Regions from separate parts of the Mus musculus genome. Here regions 2 and 3 are each linked to region 1. The links are chromatin contacts, called in public HiChIP or PLAC-seq and promoter capture Hi-C maps. All regions are on one chromosome and are shown on one strand. The core of a region is the stretch at or near the end of the contact, and the rest is flanking DNA. Distances in the headings are between cores, read along the strand shown. Region 1 holds the start of Cep295 (centrosomal protein 295). Region 2 holds the start of Kdm4d (lysine (K)-specific demethylase 4D). Region 3 overlaps Mre11a (MRE11A homolog A, double strand break repair nuclease).

Region 1 (2,824 bases), core at 197-2,696:
CCACCCCCGAAAACCCCTATCTCATCCTCCATCCCCCTGCTTCTATGAGAGTGTTCCCCCACAATGTATAGGCTGACACTCTCTCACCCTACTGAGCTTGCTCTGATCCCTCCTGGTTTCCTATTCAAAACAGAACATGTCTCAAGCTCAGATTTCCACTTGAGTACTTTCTGCCCAAGACGCCAGCTGGGTAGAGCTGTCCAGTCATCAGGTCAGCAAATGACAGAGGGGTGTCAGGCAACTGAACCAAAAGTGCTTGCTACACCTCTTCTTCCAGACTTGCGACCAAGTGAACATGCCTCTGCTGGGAATGGTGCATGAGTTTAATGCAGATGGATCTCCTTATGGCAAGGCCTGAGGAGTTGGGTCCCCACATGGCAAAGACCTATGGGATATTGGAACAGAATCTCCTGGCCTTTCCCCAAGGAATGCTTGGTTCGCTTTTGCCTTGCATTTGTGTGTTTGACTTTGTTATTGGAAGTATTTGCTTTTACTTTGTTTGTGACAGATGTTTCTCTAGAATCAGAAAGTTTGGACTGTGATTCATTCCTATTTGTCTCTGAGGCCATGAAAGTGGAATAGACCACTACTCCTGTGTTTGTTAATAATGATGCGGTTGGTCAACAAGAGGGCCTAGTCTGTGTACACCAGCTAACATCCAGATGTTCTCTCCTTATGGTTACTTAGTTCCAACAATTTGCCCTACAGTGCTGTTCCAAACAATAGTTACATGGGTATTAAAAGCTTAAGAAGGTCTTTCTGGATTGTTGGTTCCAAGACTTAACAGGAATATTCAGAGGTTACACCAAGCAAGGATGAGCAACTGACTCGGTTTACTAATTTGCCCTGGGCACTAGAGGAATGAGATTTCCTAAGGGGACAGGCTAGGTGTCAATAATTAAATCAGAATTTCTCGGGTATGTAGTTTATCGCCTCTCTGTACTGTATCCTCAATTGGTTATGTATCAATGTGCTGGGTTAGATATTAGCCACGTGCTCAATCTATATTTCATCTTTCTTGATACTGTTCATGGGTTAGCAGGAAACCGTGGCGACTGAGAAGGAAGTACAGTGTGCACTTGGTTGAACATAGGAAGTTCTTAAAAGAGACGTGGAAAACTAGATGTATAAATAAAGGTAGTCTGAGTTGTCTCGGTGTCAGAGTATAGTATGTGAACTGCACTTCCTGGTCCAAGTCTTCCGCCGATTCCACACATCCTCCTTCATGTTCTGAACCCGACCCAGGATTGACTGCCGGCGACAAAACACCACAGAGCAAGTGGGACAAGACCCTGACAGTTGAGAGGGATAATGGCCCGTTGCGCAAGCTGCGCGTGCGTGCGTGCGTGCGTGCACGTGGGCGGGGCTGCGCGTGCGCCGAGCTGGAGGTGGGCGGGGGCTTGGCACGGCGCGGCCTTCCGGGCGGCCCCTGCGGAGGCGGTCCTAAGCTGGTTCCCGCCGTCCGATCCCGCCATTGGCGGGCCGTTTGAATGACGGAAGTGACGAGAGCCGGGTCATGGCTGTCCCGCAGGTACCCAAACGGCTGCTGGGTAGCCGGCCGGGTGCGGGTGCCTGTGTGTCGTGAGGCCAGACCACACACGCTGTCAGGTGAGTGACGGAGGCCCGCCAGGGTTCTTCTGGCTGGCCGCGAGCAGGCTGGCGAACCTTCCGGCCCTTTAAACCGCCCCGAGGCCGGCCCTACAGAGAGCTCGGCCTTTCTGAGGCATCCGCCACCCGTAGCTCTTCTGGTACTCTTCCTACACTCAAGCTATGAAAAAAATGGCAGTCTCATTCGAGAGTGTTAGTTCACCCTGTAATCCCAGCACATGCAAGGCAGTGCTGAGGCAGGAGAAATGCCTCGTGTTCAAGACCAGCCTAGGCAATAAACCCTACAGCAGCGAATGGTTGTCGTCAGTCTTACATTAGAATGTGTTCGGCGGTTGGGTAGTAATTAAGCCACACGTACATATAGTACAGCCACGTGTGGTGGCTATTACCCCCTTACACGGAATAAAGTTAACAAGGCCCAAGGGATTTGAAACTTGGCTTCTGCCTTTTGCTAATGAATGGCTCTTGCATCCACATCTATTAATTTTTTGGTTACTGTGTGTCAGATACTGCCTAATCCTTAGAAGGAAATCTATCAAGATAAGCCCTACTGTGTCCATCATTATTGGACACTTAAAACACAGAACTTGAAGAGTCCACATGGGTAGAAATGACTAGTGAACAAGCCAGGTAACAGGATTCTACTTAATAGATGCAGGAGGAATACTTGTCTCCTATGGAGGACAACTTAAAATGTTCCTCTCTTGGAGCCTCAACCATCCTCAGGAGTATTTTCTTAAGAATTCAGTGGAGTGTATTGGAAAAGGCTTTTTTTGTTTTGTTTTGTTTTCCGAGACAGGGTTTCTCTGTGTAGCCCTGGCTGTCCTGGAACTCACTCTGTAGACCAGGCTGGCCTCAAACTCAGAAATCCACCTGCCTCTGCCTCCCGAGTGCGGAAAAGGTTTTCAATTCAAGCAATTACTACTGTTTGACATTTGTTCTTCGATGAAGTCATGACTGGGTCTGCCATGTAGTACTGTATATGGATTAGTCACTTTCTCGTTCAGTCCACGCTGAATTATTTATAAGATGCAAGACAGTTTTTTAGACAAAAGAGATGAGGTGATGAATAAGATCATACTTGTCCTGACCACAATTGTGATAAAGAATTCTCTGTGAAAAGGAATGGTTTCAAGCTGGGCATGGTGGCGCACGCCTTTAATCCCAGCACTCGGGAGGCAGAGGCAGGCGGATTTCTGAGTTTGAGGCCAGCCTA
Region 2 (2,824 bases), core at 156-2,655, 860 kb after region 1:
TTCATTTTACAGATAACTCAAAAATATCTATTCTTAAATCCTTCTCAAACTCCCCAAAATTGCTTAGTTTGCTTCAACACAAGTTCCTAAAAATCCGAATTATGAAACTCAGGGTGTTTACTAGGCAACTCTTATTCAGTATAAATAACTACTATGAAGATCTGAGTTAGTGCTTCTGTTCTGGCTGGGTAGCCCTGGGCAAGTCTTCTAGCTCGTTTCTGTCATTTGTGGAATGCCGACATTTCTATAGTATTATGAGATTCCCATACATGATGTCAGATCTTGCACAACAGTGTAGTGTAGCTTTTAAAATAAATGACTTAAAAAAATGTTATCCCACTAGCACTAGCTTCTCTGAGATTTTATTTTATTCTTTTTTAAAAAAAATTTATTCTTTTTTTTTTTTTTTTTTAATTATAGGATCTCACAATGTAACTGTCCGGCCAAGATTTGCTGTTCTACCAGAAACCTCACACTACAGCAAAGAACCCAATAAAAAACAAATTTCTTTTAAAGTCACAGTCAAACTTATTATGTTAAAATTTGTTTAAAGTCCCCAGTGACATTTACATGGGCAACCATTACCCCAGAATCTTGTTGACTCAATTTTCTTCTAAAGCAGTTACCACAACATTTATCAAGGCTGTAACTTCCGCGATGCTCAGAAAATCGGAACTCCACCCAACCAAGTATCAAGAACCCATCCTGAACTGGGTATGATGGGGGTACTCCTGTGATTCCAGAGCTTGGGAGGTGAAAGCAAAAGAATCGGGAGTTCGAAGCTAGCCTAGGCTACAAGAGAACCTTTGCCATTTTTAGCTGTCAAATAAGAATTGCAGCCTAACTGCAGGGCTACTAAATCTCCGTTAGCTTAAGCAGCTGCTCACACAGATCGTGTGTGAAGTGGGAGTTTCTCCCCATCCCACCCTCCTTTGCTTTTCTCAGTGTCTGAGGCGCTGCACCGGTGACCGCCCCGGGCTCGGCTTCAGCTCCGGACCACCATCCCTGCACCGCGGCCTGTACGATCGTCACGGGCTGCGGCGGCGACTCGGCTCCCCGGTGCCACCCACACAAGAACCACAAACCACCATGCCCGGCTGCTCACTCTGGCGGGGGTCCTACGCAGCACCTTCCGAAACTCACTCATGAACCAATGCGACCCTTAGCTCCCAGAAATCTCGGCGCCGGGGGCGCCAGGCCCAAGACCGGAAACAAAATGCAGAGCTTCCAGTTTTTACACCAGGGGCTCGGTTGAGACCCGGAAGCAAAACCTTCGCACTTCCAATGGCTGTGGAGAAGATGCGAACTCCACACCCGGAAGCAATTCCGGAGTTGTGTGTGTGTTTTTTTTTTTTTTTTTTTTAAACCGTCTCTCACAGGCTGACGCAGTGACCAATCAGCAAAGACACGGGAAAAAGATGGAATGACGTTGCCTAGGGGCGGAGCCAAGGCAGCTTAGGGGGCGGGCGTTTGAAACCGGTGCTTCATAGTCGACCCCAAATATCATCTTTTTTCCTTTGCGAACCAATTACTTAATCTCTCTTGCGTCTTTTCCTTTCCCGACCCCCTCCCAGACTCGTTCGCTGCGGTTCTGCGAGGACGGAGGCGCCAGGAGCCGGTCCGCGTCTCGCAAGAGAGATGTGAGGAGAGCTTGCCAACTGACCGACCCAACGGCTCCTGCTCCTCAGTAGACCCCGCAGCCTAGGGACTAGAGTTGTCACTTAAGTGGATATGAAGAAGGCGCAAATAAGTACGGGGGCAGCCACGAGCTTTCCAAAGGTACCATTCCTGCGAAACCACTAGCCTTGAAGGCAAGGGTTATAGTCGCATTGCTTGTTAAGATATATAAATATATAGATATATAGCTATATGCATTAAGCGTTGTAGCGTGAGGGGAGATGCTTGTGAGCGTTTACGATAGTGACAATTTATGGAGCAGTGGGCCTAACTGCCAGGAGGAGCACGAGATGGGATTAAGATGGCTTCGCCAACGTTGTCTTGTGCCCCATCATTGAGATCTTGGGGACGGCCGATGCTCGGTAAAGAGGATTCTGTTCTCCAGTTTATCTCAAGTGGAAGGGTCTCCTAAAATTGAACATTTCCGTTCTTTTCTGTCCTTCCTTTGGAACTTTTAAATGAAGAAAGAGAATTAGAAAAGAACCCACTCCCTCCCGAATGTGCCCGCTCCCCAAGTAGAAGGTGAAAGCTTCATATTTTTGCCCTGAGCCTCACACAAAGGACACCGCTTTCACATTAGTGACTCAAACCCAAAGATGGAGACCCTCTTCCTTCCCTCGTCACATCCTGTTCACCTGCCACTCTTGTCCAGTATTGTGAAAATTACCCTGAAGTTCCTTTGCTTGTCACCACACTCCTTCAGGCCACTGTCATTTCCTCTTGATTTGTAATTGCTTTCATAGGGACTTTCCTAGTTTTGCACAAACAGAGTGATTTTTTCAGATTACCAGGTAGTGGTTTTGACACTTAGGATAAAACAGCCTCTTGCTTTTACTTACACAGTCTGCCTCCTGCCTGCCTTTAGTCACAGGCACACCACACTCAAGATACACTCAACTGGACATTTCTGTTTCTTTCAACAAGGCAGGATTCCATTGTTTCATTTGAGTTTTGAGCCAAGCTCTTACAGTGCAGCCCAGGCTGGCTTTCAACTTAAGTTCAGGCATGCATTCATCTGTTTTTAAAGACTTGGGACTGTGTTCTTCACCTCTGCCTCCAAGACACCTGTAACTCGGTTCTTCAGGGCATAGCTTAGTGCTGCTTCCTCTGTGAGGTTTCCCCTGACATCTCTACTGGTCCCCACTTC
Region 3 (2,824 bases), core at 110-2,609, 520 kb after region 1:
AGGTAAAATACGCAGCCTACACGTATGATGGAGGATAGTTACAGCTTTGCTGACTAGATTCTCAGTCACTGCACAAGACTGTGCGGAGATTATCTGCTGTAACCGTCTAAGTGCATACAGCAGCAGAACCAGAGTGCGAGCTCTGAACTGCAGCCATGCATGCTCCTCAGGCATGGCGAGCTCGTGCCACTGGCTCCTGCCCAAGAGGACTCCCTGCACAGGTTAAGGCATGGCTTTTCTATAGTTACTGTCACCAGCAACTTTGAAGGTTTATAAAGATAACATTCACGTGCTCCTAAATTAAACTCTGCTTGCTGTTCAGAGGCTTGCCAGGCAAGCAGCTGGAGGTACAGTGCGCTCGCTCTCCACGCGTACTCACGGGATGCAGAGATGGACTCTTTGGTAAGCTAAAGGACAAAGGTCTCCATTCATCGTGGAGCTATCACATCCTTAAGAGCAAATGGGGCGCTCAAAAATCATCTGGAAGGCTGTTGGGAGTCAGGCCGAATCCTGGCCTTCTCAAGATGGCCCATGAGAGGACAAGAGAGCTCAGTCCTGTGTCGTCCTCACACAACGCACACTTGGCAAGCTCTGGGCTGGGGCCTTGATGGAGTTAAGATTTTGGTTCCTGAGAACTTATCTTTTCCCTCTGAAGAGACTGAATTCATCAGTTCCAAGGCCACTATGTGCTCAGTCTATGATGCCCTTGAGCTACCATGGTACCTTGTGCAACATGGCTTGATTAGCTTCCTGGGACTTCATCCCGTTGTATGGTAACTTTCTGCCTGTGCCCTATTTCCTCACAACACACCATGTAAGATGTACTTCTAAAGAAACCTGCCTGGCATAAAGTCAGCTCTGCAAGACTTCCTGAGCCCAGCGTTCCTATAATCTTTATTTTCCGAACCTGTGCACTCCCTCTCAGAAACCTGTCACTAAAGAACAACTTGTTCCAGGTCCCAAGACTTCATCCAGCTGACACTCACAGGCCTGAAAACTGTCACCAAAGAACCAATGTCAGATCTGTCTAAACAAACCCCAGAGAACTTTGTGGTACACTGATTACACAATGACCTTCAATCAACACTATTTCCCCTTTGTACTTCCCATACTGCCAGGTTATACTGCATGCTGCTCACATGGTAGATTTCCACACTGCCAGGGACTCACTTCCCCTAGCAGCTAGCAGCATCATTTTATACTCTAGCTGAGATTTTTTGTTTTGTTTTGCTTTTTATTTTTCGAGACAGTGTTTCTCTGTATAGGCCTGGCTGTCCTGGAACTCTCTTTGTAGACCAGGCTGTCCTGGAACTCAGAAATCTGCCTGCCTCTGCCTCCCAAGTGCTGGGATTAAAGGTGCGCACCACCGTGCCCGGCTAGCTGAGATTTTTTAATGGAGGAAAAGCCTCACTAACCTTTCCAGGAGACTCTCAGGGACTTTAGTGACCAACCTCACTGTCACTCACCTAGGATCATCTCACTGGCACACAGACAAGGCACCACCTAATGCTGGCTATACCTCAGTGGGTCAGGGAGTACCACCTCCCACTAGCCTCCATCTCACAGAGCCCCTCACTTCATCTCCATTCAATCCACTTCAAGTTTAATGTGATTGAGATGGAGGGTGGGGAGAACTACCCGAAGGGATCTCACAGGACCAGGCCTTGTGCTGTCAATGTTCCCTGCTGACAACCCTGTGCTCACATCAGTTACAAAGCTTGTTCTAAGCAGCTCATTAGCACTGAATTATAGTTCTAACTTAAACCACTTGGTGATTGGTGGTACCGTCAGGTGCTGGGCTTCAAAAACTTGGCAAGTTCCAGACAGGCACTGTTTAGCCCAAGCACTGGTGTCTACAACTATGAAGAACATCATGTTGTCATGCTAGAGGGTTCAGATTTTATCAGAGTGACTGAACACACTTGCCTTATAAAATTAAGACCAGCAGAAGTTTTTAGAGTGTGGGACAGGGAATGAGATTATTTATCTTATCTCAGAAGGGATAACATTTTTATTTATTTCCTTCCTAAAACAAGTAAAAAAATATAAGTGTGCTGTTTCGGTCAGTTCTGGGATCATCCACTCAGAGATGTTTACAGCAACTGAAGCCAGTGTGCTGCTGGTGGAGGAGGTCCGGCACCAACACCGGCAGAAGCTGTACTGCTGCAGTATGGCAGCCTGAACTAACCACAAGGTCAGATGCTGCTTTGCCTAAAAAAGCTTTCCGGTATTTTTAAGAAAACAGAAAAATTCTATTAGCCTTTTCTTCCTGACAAGTATACGAGAAAGAAAAAGAGCTTGTCATTACTGACAGAGCCATCAAGAAAATGAGTCCTGCCCAATGGGCACAGGATCTGAATCTCTGCTATAACATGAATAAAAATCAAAACCAAAACAGCCAAAATGTTCTTAACAAAAACCTTCTACTAATTATTTAAATATAAGACCCTTCTGGTCCTAGTAGACGGTCCTCTAGCAAGCTCTGATATCCACACTTGATAACAAGCAGGGTGCTGGGTGCCCCCCACACAGGAGGGCCTGGCTTTCTGGAGATCTAGGAGATGGTTACAGCACATGCCACTCAAGTCTGTAAGCTTTCCCATCAACTGCTAGCTGTGGCACAGAGGCTGACAGCCTCTGATCATGAAGCAGAAATGAACAACGGAGGGGTTTTCTCTAATCATCATTTAAGAATGGGATTTTAGCCAAGTTCTTACAAGCAGAAAACACAGTTCTGTCAGGAAGTTAATGTTCTCGATATGGCAGAGCAGCCCCAGACAATAACAACCAGGTTAAAGGCTAAGAAGAGCTGCAATCTCCTTAT

What was found. HiChIP or PLAC-seq counts read pairs in DNA pulled down with a chosen protein or histone mark. Capture Hi-C pulls out chosen DNA fragments and counts their contacts.
Region 2: a promoter capture Hi-C map of liver shows a contact between it and region 1, with 3 times the contacts expected there. The contact joins the promoter of Kdm4d here to the promoter of Cep295 in region 1. A contact is called at or near these places in 5 of 39 promoter capture datasets (hematopoietic stem and progenitor cells, hippocampal neurons, liver and 2 more), 5 of 484 Hi-C or Micro-C datasets (CD4 T cells, double positive thymocytes, myeloid progenitors and 1 more), 1 of 115 datasets of contacts at active chromatin or transcription factors (memory CD8 T cells) and 2 of 9 other capture datasets (adipose tissue and liver).
Region 3: an H3K4me3 HiChIP or PLAC-seq map of bone marrow-derived macrophages shows a contact between it and region 1, with 3 times the contacts expected there. The contact joins the enhancer-like site here to the promoter of Cep295 in region 1. A contact is called at or near these places in 4 of 39 promoter capture datasets (the C10 cell line, hematopoietic stem and progenitor cells, neural stem cells and 1 more), 1 of 484 Hi-C or Micro-C datasets (embryonic stem cells), 1 of 115 datasets of contacts at active chromatin or transcription factors (bone marrow-derived macrophages) and 1 of 9 other capture datasets (liver).

The regions. Positions count from the first base shown.
Region 1 is chr9:15,356,410-15,359,233 of GRCm38.p6, reverse strand. It overlaps Cep295 (centrosomal protein 295), which reads left to right and starts at 1,446. Exons shown (of 27, transcript NM_176976.4): 1 at 1,446-1,608. The coding sequence starts at 1,491.
Region 2 is chr9:14,499,063-14,501,886 of GRCm38.p6, reverse strand. Kdm4d (lysine (K)-specific demethylase 4D) reads left to right here and starts at 1,405. Exons shown (of 2, transcript NM_173433.2): 1 at 1,405-1,779. It overlaps Cwc15 (CWC15 spliceosome-associated protein), which reads right to left and starts at 1,268. Exons shown (of 7, transcript NM_023153.3): 1 at 1,106-1,268.
Region 3 is chr9:14,833,811-14,836,634 of GRCm38.p6, reverse strand. It overlaps Mre11a (MRE11A homolog A, double strand break repair nuclease), which reads right to left. Exons shown (of 20, transcript NM_018736.3): 20 at 1-2,824. Among named protein-coding and RNA genes, the nearest start is that of Gpr83, 25 kb to the left of the region's middle. Within about 2 kb of position 1,359, at least 43 of the 459 cell types and tissues checked have an H3K27ac peak or open chromatin away from gene starts, as enhancers often do. A contact at or near this core is called in bone marrow-derived macrophages and hematopoietic stem and progenitor cells, where this site is marked.